Linked DNA regions of Sus scrofa: regions 1 and 3 are each linked to region 2. A link is a contact called in public Hi-C and HiChIP or PLAC-seq data. All regions are on one chromosome and are shown on one strand. Each heading gives the region's core, a stretch centred on a gene start, on an enhancer-like site or on the middle of the called end of the contact. The rest is flanking DNA. Distances are from core to core; before and after follow the strand shown.

Region 1 (4,661 bases), core at 1,321-3,820, 66 kb before region 2:
TCTCTGGGGCTCCTCCTCCCAATGACAAACCCCCAAGCTGGGGAGCCTAAAATGGGGCTCAGGATGCTCACACCTGTGGGAGAACTCCTCTGGTGTATTTATTTTCCTGCTTGTGGGTCACCCACCCATCAAGTATAGCATTTGATTATATCATGAAAATGCCCCTCCTACCATTTTGTTGTGGCTACTTCTTTGTCTTTGTATATAGAATATTGTTTTTGATTGGTTCCAATCTTTTCAGTCGCTGGTTGTTCAGCAGTTAGTTGTTATTTTATTGTGCTCGTGAGACGAAGTGAGCTCAAGTCTTTCTACTCTACCATTTTGTCTCATTATTTCACTATGTTTAGTTTACACTTTCCTTCTCAATAAATAGAAAGCTAAAGTATTCAAAGTTATCCAGGGTATAAAGCCGTGATGTCCTGGAGTGCGTTAAGGAGTACTGGTCTCAGGCTTTGGATCTTAATTTAGGACACAGCATATTTTCAAAGGTTGTCAAAAGATAGTTTTAACTTTAGGGCCAAAGAAATCTAGAAGGCTGTTTTTAAGGATGCTGAGTCAGGAGGTGAGGGTTAACAACATCCTGAGAAGACTAGTAGGAGCACTTGGGAAAACTGACTTCTACATGTCTAGTCTTATCTCCCTATTCTGGTTCCTCTTTAAACGAGGGCTGCCAGGTCTCAGGGACACCCAGTATCATTATTCACAATATTTCTTTTTAGTCCATGTCCTTGAATCCTATAAACTAGTTTAAAGGAAAAATCTTTTATTCTCTTTGGTTTCTTGCTCAGATTGTTCTAAAAAAACCTCTTGTTCTTTAGCTTATATCCACAACATCCCCGGCAGAAGCACCACAGGGCAGAGAGCAGGGTGTGGGGGCCAGCAGCAGATTACACCAAGCCACAGGGCATCTCCTGCAGTTCCAGTGGCATTTGGTCTAGTAGTTTCAGACACCTGGTCTTTGGCTCAGTGGAGAGTGAGTCTGTGTGAATGGGAGCAAGTGAGCACAGACCAGGTGATTCTGAGGCACACCAGGGGGCTTACCTGAGAAATAACCTTTTGTATAAAATTATAGAAGCGCCTTACTTTCTGAATGCTTAGAAACAGAGCTTCCAACATTCCCGTTGCCTTAGTTCTTCTAGCAGGGTTTGAATCAGACATTCTTTTCCTGATGACACACATTTTACAATGGCCTCAAAAAATAACAGAATCCCACAATGGCTAATAATAGGGGTTGTATAATAATTTTGTATTTTCTTTGTGGCACAGTAATCCTACTAGAGTTATCTCTCTTTTTAAGATAATTATAATATTAATAACATTTAATATCACTACTACTGAGATAGTCATGTTGAAATAGTCAATGCAGTTCAACATTCTCAGACATTTTCCAGAAGGATTGGATTTTTTTAATGTAATTAAATTCAGTTACAGATTGTTTCACTGAGATTGCCACCACTGGTTTGTGGTTTGAAAATTCCTTCTAAGTGACAGCTCAGAAGCCAAACTCACACCACCGAAAACAGCCGATTATACTGGCTTCTTTAAATATACACAGTATTTCACTGAACCAGAGAATTTTACTGTTGCAAATGGTACCCTGAAAATTATCCCACCAAGCCCCATCATTTTGCACATGAGGAAAATGAGGTTTAAAAGAGGGAAGGGACTTTCCTAAAGTTATACAAGTGGTTAAGGGACAGAAGTGAGACTCGCAACTACTTTCCTAATTCCTAGTCTATTCAGAAGCTCAGTCTCTATAATTATACTTTTATTTATAAACTCTCTTAAGATACTTTCCTTGCTTCCAGTATAATTTAATTTTTTATAGTGGATAATCTGGAGAAGATAAATTTAAAATACTCATATTTTTGCTTTGCAATTTTTTCCTTTGAAGAAATAAATTCAATACCTCTTCCATGTTGACCCCATCTTTTACCACTAAATAGTCATCATTTAAAAGAGGATTGCTAAGGACTTAAAAAATGTTTATGGATCTCTACTGTGTTAGCTTTGTCTCGATAACTTTCCCATTCAAATAAAAACAATATATGGGAGGTCTGAGTGAGGCCTGGAGCACCCACCTCACTCTGTTTAATGCACCATCATATCCAGACCTGTCTCCAAATCCTCTGTGCCTTCGTCACCACAACATGGTTTCATACAATTCACTCAAGTGAAATTCTTTGAACAGTTGTTAGGGTGGGAAACTCAACATCCCAGAATAGTGACAACAGAGGTGGTAGTATAACAGCTGGTAGAATTGCACTGCCAGCCAAAGCTGACATTCTGTGAGTCTGACTCTCAAGTTACTGTTTCTCTGATTTGGATCCAGGACCAAAAGCTTAGAACCATGAATACCTGATTCAGTGTGAAACTCAGAGACACCCATCCTCTAGCCTAACTCATAAAACCAGATGACCCCTGAAATCTTCCTATTTGCTAATTCTTCTGGTCTGAGTGTTTTCCCCCTGCCAGTGGGAAAGCAAGGGAAGGGCCCTAGTGGTAAGCAGGGCATCAGATTATACATGGTGACTGGATATCAACAGGCAGATGGCATTGTTTTTCTATCAAAAGAGGAAGGAGAAGGAAGGTGGGGAGGGGCACAGGGTACAGTGTGGCTAATACTGCACTGGCTTGACCTCTGTCCTGATGAAGTCATGTTTCTAAAACTGCCATTCAGGACTTCCGATTTCAGCCATAACATGTAAAACAGCCATACTCAGAGATTATCTTGACATGAAGCAGAGCAGGAAATTGAAGTGGGGGAGGGCATTTTCATTGTGTCTCTTGGCAGCCAGGCTGACAACAGTCAGAGGTGGAGGTAGTAATTTTGTGGGAGAGGCTTAAGATAAGTGTTGTGTGTTTTCACATGTCTTTTACAGATTTTTCAGTTCAGGCATGTGAAATATTGAGTTGGCCCTTACATTTATTGTTTCCTTGAAATCCAACCCATCTGGGACAAAGTAGTCTTGTTTGGTCACATCCCACTGGAAAATTTGTTCAATGTCTTTTTCTTCCCCCAGAGAACACAGATTTTCTTTGTAACAATTCATTCATTCATTTGTTTATTCTTTCAATAAATAATTTCTGTGTATTGGTACTTGCTAGGTTCTTGGGATATACTGGTGATTATAGCTCCCTTCATAAAGCTGAACGTCTTGTGAGGGAAAAATACAATCAAAGAAGTCTGGACAATAGAGTATTAAATATTACAGTAAGAGAAGAGAAGGGATGAATAGCTGAAACACTCATCTTTTCTATTTCCTGATCTAAAAAATGGGCATGATAAGAATATCTACCTCTGAGGCAGGCAAGAGAACCAGATGGAATGGTGTTAAAATAATGGTTAAGTGGAATGACTCTTAGTTGTACTTCCTAGTCAAATCCCCCCCCGCCCCGCCCCATTGAAATCATTTAAATGCTGCTGAGAAGTTTTGTAAGAACACTTCTCTTACGTTGAGGGCCCAGGCTCTGGTTCCAGAAGATACAAGAGGCTGGTCAGGCATCATCCACTAAGTGCCAAACAAAATCTTATACCAGCCTCTGTGGATGAGTTACTCCCCATGAAAGCCCTGCTCTACTAGATGTCCGTGCTCCAGAGCAGATTGCATGGGCAAAGGCAGAAGTCAGTCACATGCAAAGGCACAGAAGAGTGAGGTCCTTCAGGTCTGAGCTCACTGTGGACCTGCCCCACCCATCTCTACTTGCCTGGCTTCCTGCCTTTCACTCAACACTGCTCACAGTTGTCATCATCTATTTGTGGGATCATTTTGATCCATCTCTCTCTTCCCTGGTAGAAAGTGTGCTTCACCAGGACAGAGCCCAGGGCTGTCTTACTTTTCACTATATGTACCCCAGCCCCAGCCTCAATCCTGGACAGGTGAATAGCACTGCTTAACTGATGGTGCCTGAATGAATGACAGAATGCGTGGTACTTACTTTGTATCACGCTCTTAGGAAAATATCACTTTCTAGCTGAACAATGGTTTCTGCTTGACATTTCTCAATAATGAACTCCTACAAGATTGTTCCTGTAGGAGCAGGATGAGGCAGTCACCCAAAGTGAAAGCTCAGGTTGAAAGGGGTCAGGACAGACACCCAGGGTGCCTTTTAAGTGCCTAGAGCCAAAAATTCCAGAAAGAGCCTTACAGCCCACCTCCAGCTGGGAAACATTTTCAGAAATGAGGGAAACACATCCTTTTGAAAACAAGGGGCTTTTTCTGTTTGTTTTTGTTTTTTTGCTTTTTAGGGCCACACCCGTAGCATGTGGAGGTCCCCAGGCTGGGGGTCTAATTGGAGCTATAGCTGCCAGCCTATACCACAGTCACAGCAACACAGGATCCAAGCCACGTCTGCAACCTACACCACAGCTGCGACCTACACCACAGCTCACAGCAACACTGAATCTCTAACCCAGTGAGCGAGGCCAGGGATCGAACCCACAACCTCATGGTTCCTAGTTGGATTCATTTCTGCTGTGCCACGATGGAAACTCCGAAAACAGGGTATTTAATGCCCTTTTGTGTCTGGAGAGGAGTTTAGCACCCTGTGGTGAGGTGGTTCTTTCACCAGGGGGTCTTGCTAGACTCCGCAGTGTGTCCTGCAAGAAGGTAATAAACATGCACCCTTGGCTCCTGGTGTCTGTTTTTATGCCCTGGTTG
Region 2 (4,100 bases), core at 1,084-3,583:
AATACAATTTCTGCCCACTACCCCATCATAACCTATGCCTCTCCATTTCATTCTCTTCCTCTCTTTCTAAAATTCCTATTTATAATCTGGCCTAGGAAACAAACAGGAAATGCCTGCATTTAAATTTTAAAAACGAACAAGTGCAAAACAATGGAATATAGTACAGACTACTTCGGTGCTGACAAACTTCCACATTCATTAGTACAACGAACACAGAGTGACCACCAATGCCAGGCAAGGTGCCCAGCATGGGGTATTCACTGGTACAGGAAACATCTTCCCATCCTCATGCAGTTCAGTTTAGTTGGGAGACGGTGAAGTAACAATGAACATATAATTTTAAAATAGCTTGAGGGCCCTGGAAGAAATGATCTGAAGCAATGAGACAGACATATGGGAAGGCCAGAGGGAGACAGTTTAGGAAGGATGGCCTTTCTGAGGTGACATTTACACTGAAACTGAGGAAGTTCCCATCAGTCCTAGCTCAGTGGAAACGAATCTGACTAGCATCCATGAGGAAGTGAGTTCGAGCCCTGGCCTCGCTCAGTGGGATAAGGATCCGGTGTTGCCATAAGCTGTGATGTAGGCTTCAAACACAGCTTGGATTCGGCGTTGCTGTGGCTGTGGTGTAGACCAGCAGCTACAGCTCCAATTCGACCCCTATCCTGGCAACTTGCATATACCTTGGGTGCCGCCCTAAAAAAGAAAAGAAAAAAAAAAAGTAAACTGAAACCTGAAAGATGACAAGGTAGGCATGTAAAGAACAAGCATGTATACAGTGAGGCAGTCAGGAGCTAGAAGTGTTTGAGGAGCAGTTCAGGTGGTGTCAGCAAGCTCAAGGGGCCACTTGGAATAAACTCCAACTCTTACCATGGCCTCCACACCCTGCCTTATTTGGCCCCTGCCCCCTCCCGACCTTATCTCCTCCCCGGGGGGTCCATACCACCTGTTAGGTCCCTGTCACATTCCCACCTCAGGCCTCTGCTTTTGCGGTTGACTCTGTCTGAAAGGCTCTGCCCCCAAATCACCTCTGGCCCCTACAGTCAGGCCTCAGATCACATGTCATCTCTGGAGAGAGAATGCTAATCACCAACTCTCCATCATCTTTTGGTAATTTGCTCTCTTCCTATCCCTTATCACTATCAAACATTATGTAGTTTTTTCTTTTAGTCTTTGTCTATTCTCTCCCCTAGAACGTTAAGTCCTACGAGTTTATATTTCTCACTGCTATGAACCTAGAACCATATGTAGTATATAATAGGAACTCAAATAATATTATTTGTTGAATTAACTTTTAATGAAATAAAGCTAGAGTAGATAATGCAAGGTAAAGAACTGATCAAATTGTGTGAGAGGGAAGACTTCCTGGAAGAGGTTATATTTTGAATTAAAATTGTGGGGGCAAAAAAAAGCAGGTGGTGTGCAGTTACAAAAGAAGAATTTTGGTAATTACCCGCTCATCTCTGTCTGTTTCACTAGGTTATGAGCATCTTTAACGCTGAATTATGAATTATCCAGTCTTAGGAATCTATCACCAGCGCCTAGCCTGGGACTTGGCACACAGTGGACACTAGATAGGTTTTACACAATGAGTGACTATGGGGTGCGCAGCAGGGGTCTATTAATTTGGTTTCAGTACAGTTCAGGACAGGCGAGTAGGTCTAATAACTCTTGAGAGTCGAGCTCCCACACAGCACCGCACACTGGGGAAGACCGCAAGGCAGATCCTCGCGGAGGGGAGCGCAGCGGCCAACGCGGCTGCGCATCACAGCCCCCTCTCCGCGAGGCTGCGGGACGCCGGCAACCTCAGCGCACGCCTGCGCACTGCACTCTTCCCGCCTCCGACAAGATGGCGGAGGCCAAGTAGCGAGGGGGCGGGGTGTGGCTGCCGGAAACCCGGCCGCTGCTGGGGGGAGCTGCGGGCGAAGGCCCCGGAGCAGCGGGCCGCGGTTGGCGGGATGCTGTTCCCGGGAAGCGCTGCAGGCTACCGGTGAGAAGGTGAAGCACAGAGTTGCCTTCCCGAGCCCTTAGCTCCCCCTATGTACGCTTCCCTCGGCTTGGGTCCGGTCGCCGCTTTGCCTGCTTCGGTACCACCCTCTCCTCTCGCGTCCTGGAGCTCCGGCAGCGGCTGGAGCTGTGTCCGGCAGGAGAGGAAGCACCCCGGAGGCGTCCGTGCATCTGTCCGCGGGGCGAGCGTCTGGCAGGTGAGTGAAGCTGCAGGCTTCGGCGTCTCCTCCCTCGGCAAAGCTTCCTCGGCTTTCCCCCGCCGTTGCTCGAGACCCTAATGGTGCCCCGCCAGACTCCGCCGCTCCCTTGTCTCCACGTCCCACCCCCTCCCCGCCCCGCGCCCCCTCTCAGGCCTCCAGTTGGCCCCTGGCTTTGCAAGTCCTCCATTCTCACACAGCGGGTGGGGGTCGCGACGCCTGTCGCCCTCCGCACCTTTCCAGGATCCTGGTGAAGCTTCACCTCTGCAAGCGGTCTCTCTCCTTCGCGGAGGGTGGGTGGGTGGGTCGTCCGCCCCTCCTATTTTAGTCGCCTCCCCATCTTCCTGGTTTCGACCCTCTGGCTTCCTTTAAAAGTTTTTAGCTGTCTGGGAAGCTTACCCGATAGCCTAGCATATAGAGTTACAAAGAAAAAGCTTGTTACCCAGAGGCCAGTGGATTTTGTTCACCTTGGTGGAGGAATCCAGTCCTCAGACTGGGCTCGTTTGGGACAGTTTAACTCGGCCCATCGAACTCCTGCACAGGGGAGGATGGTGCCTGTGATGGCAAATCATCTTTCATCTAAATTAATGTTTTTTTTCTGACTGTAGCAAATCTTTAGTCCCTAAACTATTTTGAAGCGGGGGCGTAAGTTACTAGGTCAAGGGAAAGAATTGGGAAGTGATGGTTTTTTAAAAAGGCGGCTCTACCAATGTTAAGAAATAGAATAGCACAAGAAAGGGTAAGTGGTGTAAGTGATTCTTTTATTCAGCGTTTAAATTGGCTACTGAAGCTTTAGAATCCCGAATTGTCTAACCCCTTTGTTTTATTTTAGAAAGGAATAAAATGGAGAAAAAGCTTTTTAATCTCAAAACTTCCCAAATTTCTTGGATTCTCAGTTGTTGGTACTACTTAATCTGATGTTTTTAAATAAAATTTAGGCAGCCCCAGTCGTATTTCTCTTTCCTTTATTACTGAGGCAAGAGTAATTAGAATTAATGGTATAAGAAACTGCCCTAAATAACATGGTACCTTGCCAGAGTTTGTAAGTGCAAACTGCAGGATGGAAGTGGTAGTCGAGGAAGTTACCATGGGTGATTCTCCCACCTTTTCCTGTAGTTGAATAACGGGTTGAGAAACTGCCCCCCCCACGAAAAAAAATAAGATTATAAATATAAATGATATCTTGTCCACCGAGATTGCAAGTGGGTGGACTTTTTTAGCATTAATAATAATGAGTGATATAATTTTGTTGAAATTATGCTAGATGCCCTCCAAAGTTATTAAAGCATGGACGATCCTTGCCCTATTGGAATTGTATACTGAAAATCTTTGTAACACGTGGGTTATAATTGGCCTGGCAGATTTTACTAATGACACACGGTCTGTTTTTTCTTTGTTGTAGCCTTTTTACCTCTTAATGAATTTATTAAATTTGGAGTTAGAATTGTTCATTTTAAAAGAAGAGGCGATACAGAGTTCCTGTTGTGCCTCAGTGATTAATGAATCTGACTAGGAACCATGAGGTTGTGGGTTGGATCCCTGGCCTTGCTCAGTGGGTTAAGGATCCGGCGTTGCCGTGAGCGGTGAGCTGTGGTGTAGGCCAGCGGCTACAGCTCCGATTAGACCCCTAGCCTGGGAACCTCCATATGCTGAGGGTGCAGAAAAGACAAAAAGACAAAAATAAATAAATAAATAAAAGAAGAGGAGATACATTAATGTTTGATTGCATTATGGGCTAATTTCATTCATTTGTTTGTTGTTGCCCTCCACTTTTCTACAGCCAAGGAGTGTGTGTTTTTAGAGCTGATTGTCTCTCAGTTCTGTGCTTTTAGTTGAAAGGATAGGAGGACTGCTGAGCCCCAATCAATGGCTCACTGTCTTTGGCAAAATAATCTG
Region 3 (4,120 bases), core at 569-3,068, 120 kb before region 2:
AGGGCTGCCCTGTTGCCACCCTCTTCTGGCCACTTTTCCAGATTCCCTTTGTCTTGCCAGTTTTTGACATGGCAAGGGAATGGAAGATACCCAGCCTAAGACTACCAAGATTTTTCAGCACAGGTAAGTCTTGTGCTTGGTTGCAACCTCTTAGGTGTTAGGTGCATGAGTTCCTGAACCTTCTGTGTGTCACCAAGACAAACAGCAACTGAGATAGTGGGGTGCTATTTTCTTTAATGCTGACTTCACTTACTTTATAAGCAGCACACCTTGACAGGAGAGGCAGGTGGAATTTAGGAAAACAGTCTGGAGAATATGCTACCTTGTGAAACTGAGCTTGACAGCTCTCTTGGCTGCTTGGAATTTTTTTTGTAGCTAACAAAGACAGTATCTTAACTTTTGGCAGAAGCCCGTGAGACTGGAACAAATCCATTTAGGGCCCCTTAAGAGACAGTTTGTGGGGAATTATGTTCCCTTGGTAAATTCTGGTCTGTGTTACAGCAAGTTGTGAAGTTTGGCTTCCTATGGACTCATTCGATTTTTTTTTTTTTTTTTTTTTAAGGTATTAAAAAAAAAAAAAAGCCACACATCTAAACACTAGGTGGCAGCCTTACCTTTTGTGTCACCAGTCAAAGCCCTGATACAAACTCTTAATAATTAAGAAAATAAATTACACCATCAAATCTCAGCCTTCCTCTCCCATTTTTTAATTTAATATTGGCATCCAAATATAACAAACTTTCAAAGGCCATTCTTAAAGCAGACCCATAGCGTACATAGACTTGATTTTTTTTTTTTAAACATTTGCCCTATTGCCTACAGCTCCACAATTGCTCTAATTCTTTTTTCCTGGGTGATATTAGTGGATTAAACACTTGTTCCAGGAATGGAGGATTCTCTGGCAAACAAAAGACAAGGGCCTTGCTTTTGTGGAGCTTATATTCAAGTAGACAAGACAGTAACAAGAAATGAGCAAGTAGGAGTTCCAGTAGTGGCTCAGTGGTTAATGAATCAGACTAGGAACCATGAGGTTGCAGGTTTGATCCCAGGCCTTGCTCAGTGGGTTAAGGATCCGACGTTGCTGTGAGCTGTGGTGTAGCTTGAAGACGCGGCTCGGATCCCACGTTGCTGTGGCTCTGTCATAGGCCGGCAGCTACAGCTCTGATTCCACCCTTAGCCTGGGAACCTCCATATGCCACGGGTGCAGCCCTAGAAAAGGCAGAAAGACAAAAAAAAAAAAAAAAAAAAAAAAAGAAAAAAAAGAAAAAAAAAAAGAAATGAGCAAGTAAATGAAAATAACTTTAGATAATAGAGCATAATGTCATAGCAGTTGGGCATAAGGGGAAAGGGATGGTGGTCAGAAGAGGCTTCTGTGGGGGCTGTATGTGACTGGAAGCCGGAATGAAGGAAGCAGCCAGCCAAGTCAAGAGCTGGGGGGATGGTGGTCCAGGCAGAGGAGCACGTGCAGCAGCCCCGGGCAAGGACAAGCTGTGGTTGTTGAAGAATTAGAGGCTTTCTATTTAGGAACTGGACGGTGTGGCTGGAGCCTGGTGGAGTTGGGGGTGGGGAGGGAAGAATAGGCTAGAAGATAAACACGGGTCAGACCACATAAGGACAGCTGGCCAGGGATGGAAACAGAATTGATTCCAAGCTCAATCGAAAGCACTGGATAGAAGGGCAGAGGGAGCAGAGTTCACCGTTGCTATCGTCACAAAGGAGAATGTATCGCGCTTCTGACAGCACTCACGGTGGACTGATTATTAGCAGATTTCATAGACATGCTCCTACCCTAGGACCTCCCAACACAGAGCAGACCTCGAGGGCACAGCGCCCCCCAGTGAAGCATCATTCTGAGTGTGGATCCCTGCAAGGAGAAAGCAGAAGCTGAGGGGAGATCTATATTTGGAAACACTAAACACTGACAAGCATCCATTTGCCTCTGAAAAAGTATTTTGACCCCTACACCTCTTTTATGCCAGAAAGAAAAATGAAAGAGGTAGAATTTTCCCATCACGAGATGCACAGATCAAATTCAGGCTCTAGGACTGCTGAGTTCTGCTTGACTCTTTTTGCCTGGCATCTAACAACGGAAGCTTTATGATAAGAGATGCTGGCAACAAATTGATAGGAGACAGTCTATTTAGTGCACTGACTGAGGCATTTCAGTCGGAAAGCAAACATCTAAAATAAACAGCCTTGCTCAGCTGGCCCTAAGATTTTTTTTTGATATAGTCACACCCTGAGTTGTTTATGGGCTATGCTTCCCACTTAGCCTCATGGCTTGACCCTGAGCAGCATCTTGGGAGGCTGTGAGCAGAAGGCCAAGGAGGAGGCTTTGCTTCTTGACCAAACAAAACAAAGATGAAGGTGCTGGGCTGCATTTTCCTGCCAGCTGCATATGTGCACACAGACACGTATGCCACCCTTTAATGTCTTTTCCCCCCTTTTGAACTTGCTCTGTCTCAGTGTCATCAGCTGAGGAGCTGGCCCATTCAAGTAAGTAAATGAGGAGTGTGTATTGAGTGGAGGGTATGTCCAAGTGGAGAGAAAATGCCCATGGAGAGGAGACAGCCACTCCCCACCCCCAGCCAACTGTTGCCAGGCACGAATGTGGGGCCTGATGTTATTGATATCCTGATTATTCTAGAAAAAAAAATGGAAGTCCAGATTTTTATGTGAAGTCTCCTGTCTTTTAAAATGTTTGCAACTGATTCAACTTGAAAAAAAATCTTATATAACAAACTAAGGAGGAGTTCGCATTGTGGCTCAGTGGTAACGAACCTGACTAGGATCCATAAGGATGCAGATTGAATATCCCTGGCCTTGCTCAATGGGTCAGGGATCCAGCATTGTTGTGAGATGTGGTGTAGGTCGCAGACATGGCTCGGATCCCACATGGCTGTGGCTGTGGTGTAGGCCGGTGGCTAGCGCTCCAATTCAACCTGTAGCCTGGGAACCTCCATATGACGTGGGTGCAGCCCTGAAAAAACAAAAACAAAAACAAACCTGGGGAATATAACAAAAGAGAAGCAGACTTACAGAGAACGAATAGTGGTTACCAGCTGGGTGGCAATATAGTGGTGGTGGTGGGAGGTACAAAGTGCTGGGTGTAGGATGAGCTCAAGGATGTATTGCACAGCACAAGGAATATAGCCAATATTTTGTAGTAACTGTATGTGGAATGTAACCCTTAAAAATTGTATAAACACTTTTTAAATTCTTAAAAAATCTTGATGGCCAAATAAATCATGTCTATGGGCCTAATAGGTCCTGTGGGCCCCCCATTTGTAACCTCTGCTTCAGTCATTTATTTTCCAGTATTTATTATAATTTCAAATGTATTGGAGTTCCCTAGTGACCTGGTGGGTAAGGATCTGGTATCGTCACTGCTGTGACTATGATTGATATGTTCAGTCCCTGGCCCAAGAACTTCCACATGCCGCAGGCATGGCCCAGAAAAGGTAGACAAGTTGAATAATTTTACAACGAACACTTCTGTACATCTACTACCTAGATTCTACCTGCTTTATTACATATCTGTTCAGTTACTTACTGTAATCAGATTTTAACTGTATGGAAATTCGAAGGGACAGGAAAGAGGAAAAGAGAGGGTAAGTCCTGTAGAGGTGACTCTAGTTTCAAGCCCATTTCTTAAAATTCAGCCTCAGGGCGTTGGGAGGTGGGAGGGGAGGGGAAATGGCTAATCAATCGGCATAATGTTTCAGCTGTGCAAAATGGAAAAGTTCTAGAGATCAGCTGTACAACTTTGTACCTAGAGATAGCAACTGTATTGTACACTTAAAAATCTAAGAGGCTGGATACCATGTTAAGCATTCTTACCACAATAAAATTAATAATAATTAATAAATTTTTAAAAATTCGGCCTCTTTTATTTGCCCTGTTTTCTGTTTGACCATTCTGTATGCTAACAATGAAAGAAAGAGAAATTAGGGGAGCAATCCTGTTTACCATCACATCCAAAAGAATAAAATACCTAGAAGTAAACCTACCTAAAGAGACAAAAGACCTGTACTCTGAAAACTGTAAGACACTGCTGAAAGAAATCAAAGATGACACAAAAAAAGGAAAGACATACCATGCTCTTGGATTGGAAGAGTCA

Evidence for each region. A called contact is a pair of places that touch in the nucleus more often than the background predicts. HiChIP or PLAC-seq counts read pairs in DNA pulled down with a chosen protein or histone mark.
Region 1: a contact with region 2 is called in an H3K27ac HiChIP or PLAC-seq map of alveolar macrophages. The contact joins two enhancer-like sites. A contact is called at or near these places in 3 of 47 Hi-C or Micro-C datasets (embryonic fibroblasts, epiblast stem cells and fibroblasts) and 2 of 2 datasets of contacts at active chromatin or transcription factors (alveolar macrophages and skeletal muscle).
Region 3: a Hi-C map of liver shows a contact between it and region 2, with 2.3 times the contacts expected there. The contact joins two enhancer-like sites. A contact is called at or near these places in 3 of 47 Hi-C or Micro-C datasets (embryonic fibroblasts, fibroblasts and liver) and 2 of 2 datasets of contacts at active chromatin or transcription factors (alveolar macrophages and skeletal muscle).

The regions. Positions count from the first base shown.
Region 1 is chr2:117,098,015-117,102,675 of Sscrofa11.1, reverse strand. The region is part of intron 3 of LOC106509522 (a long non-coding RNA gene); the gene reads left to right. All of the region lies in intron 2 of LOC106509521 (a long non-coding RNA gene), which reads right to left. Among named protein-coding and RNA genes, the nearest start is that of APC, 120 kb to the right of the region's middle. Within about 2 kb of position 2,570, at least 25 of the 83 cell types and tissues checked have an H3K27ac peak or open chromatin away from gene starts, as enhancers often do. A contact at or near this core is called in alveolar macrophages and skeletal muscle, where this site is marked.
Region 2 is chr2:117,032,709-117,036,808 of Sscrofa11.1, reverse strand. No RefSeq gene overlaps it. Among named protein-coding and RNA genes, the nearest start is that of APC, 49 kb to the right of the region's middle. Within about 2 kb of position 2,333, at least 78 of the 83 cell types and tissues checked have an H3K27ac peak or open chromatin away from gene starts, as enhancers often do. A contact at or near this core is called in alveolar macrophages, liver and skeletal muscle, where this site is marked.
Region 3 is chr2:117,154,454-117,158,573 of Sscrofa11.1, reverse strand. The region is part of intron 3 of LOC106509522 (a long non-coding RNA gene); the gene reads left to right. Among named protein-coding and RNA genes, the nearest start is that of EPB41L4A, 79 kb to the left of the region's middle. Within about 2 kb of position 1,818, at least 10 of the 83 cell types and tissues checked have an H3K27ac peak or open chromatin away from gene starts, as enhancers often do. A contact at or near this core is called in liver, where this site is marked.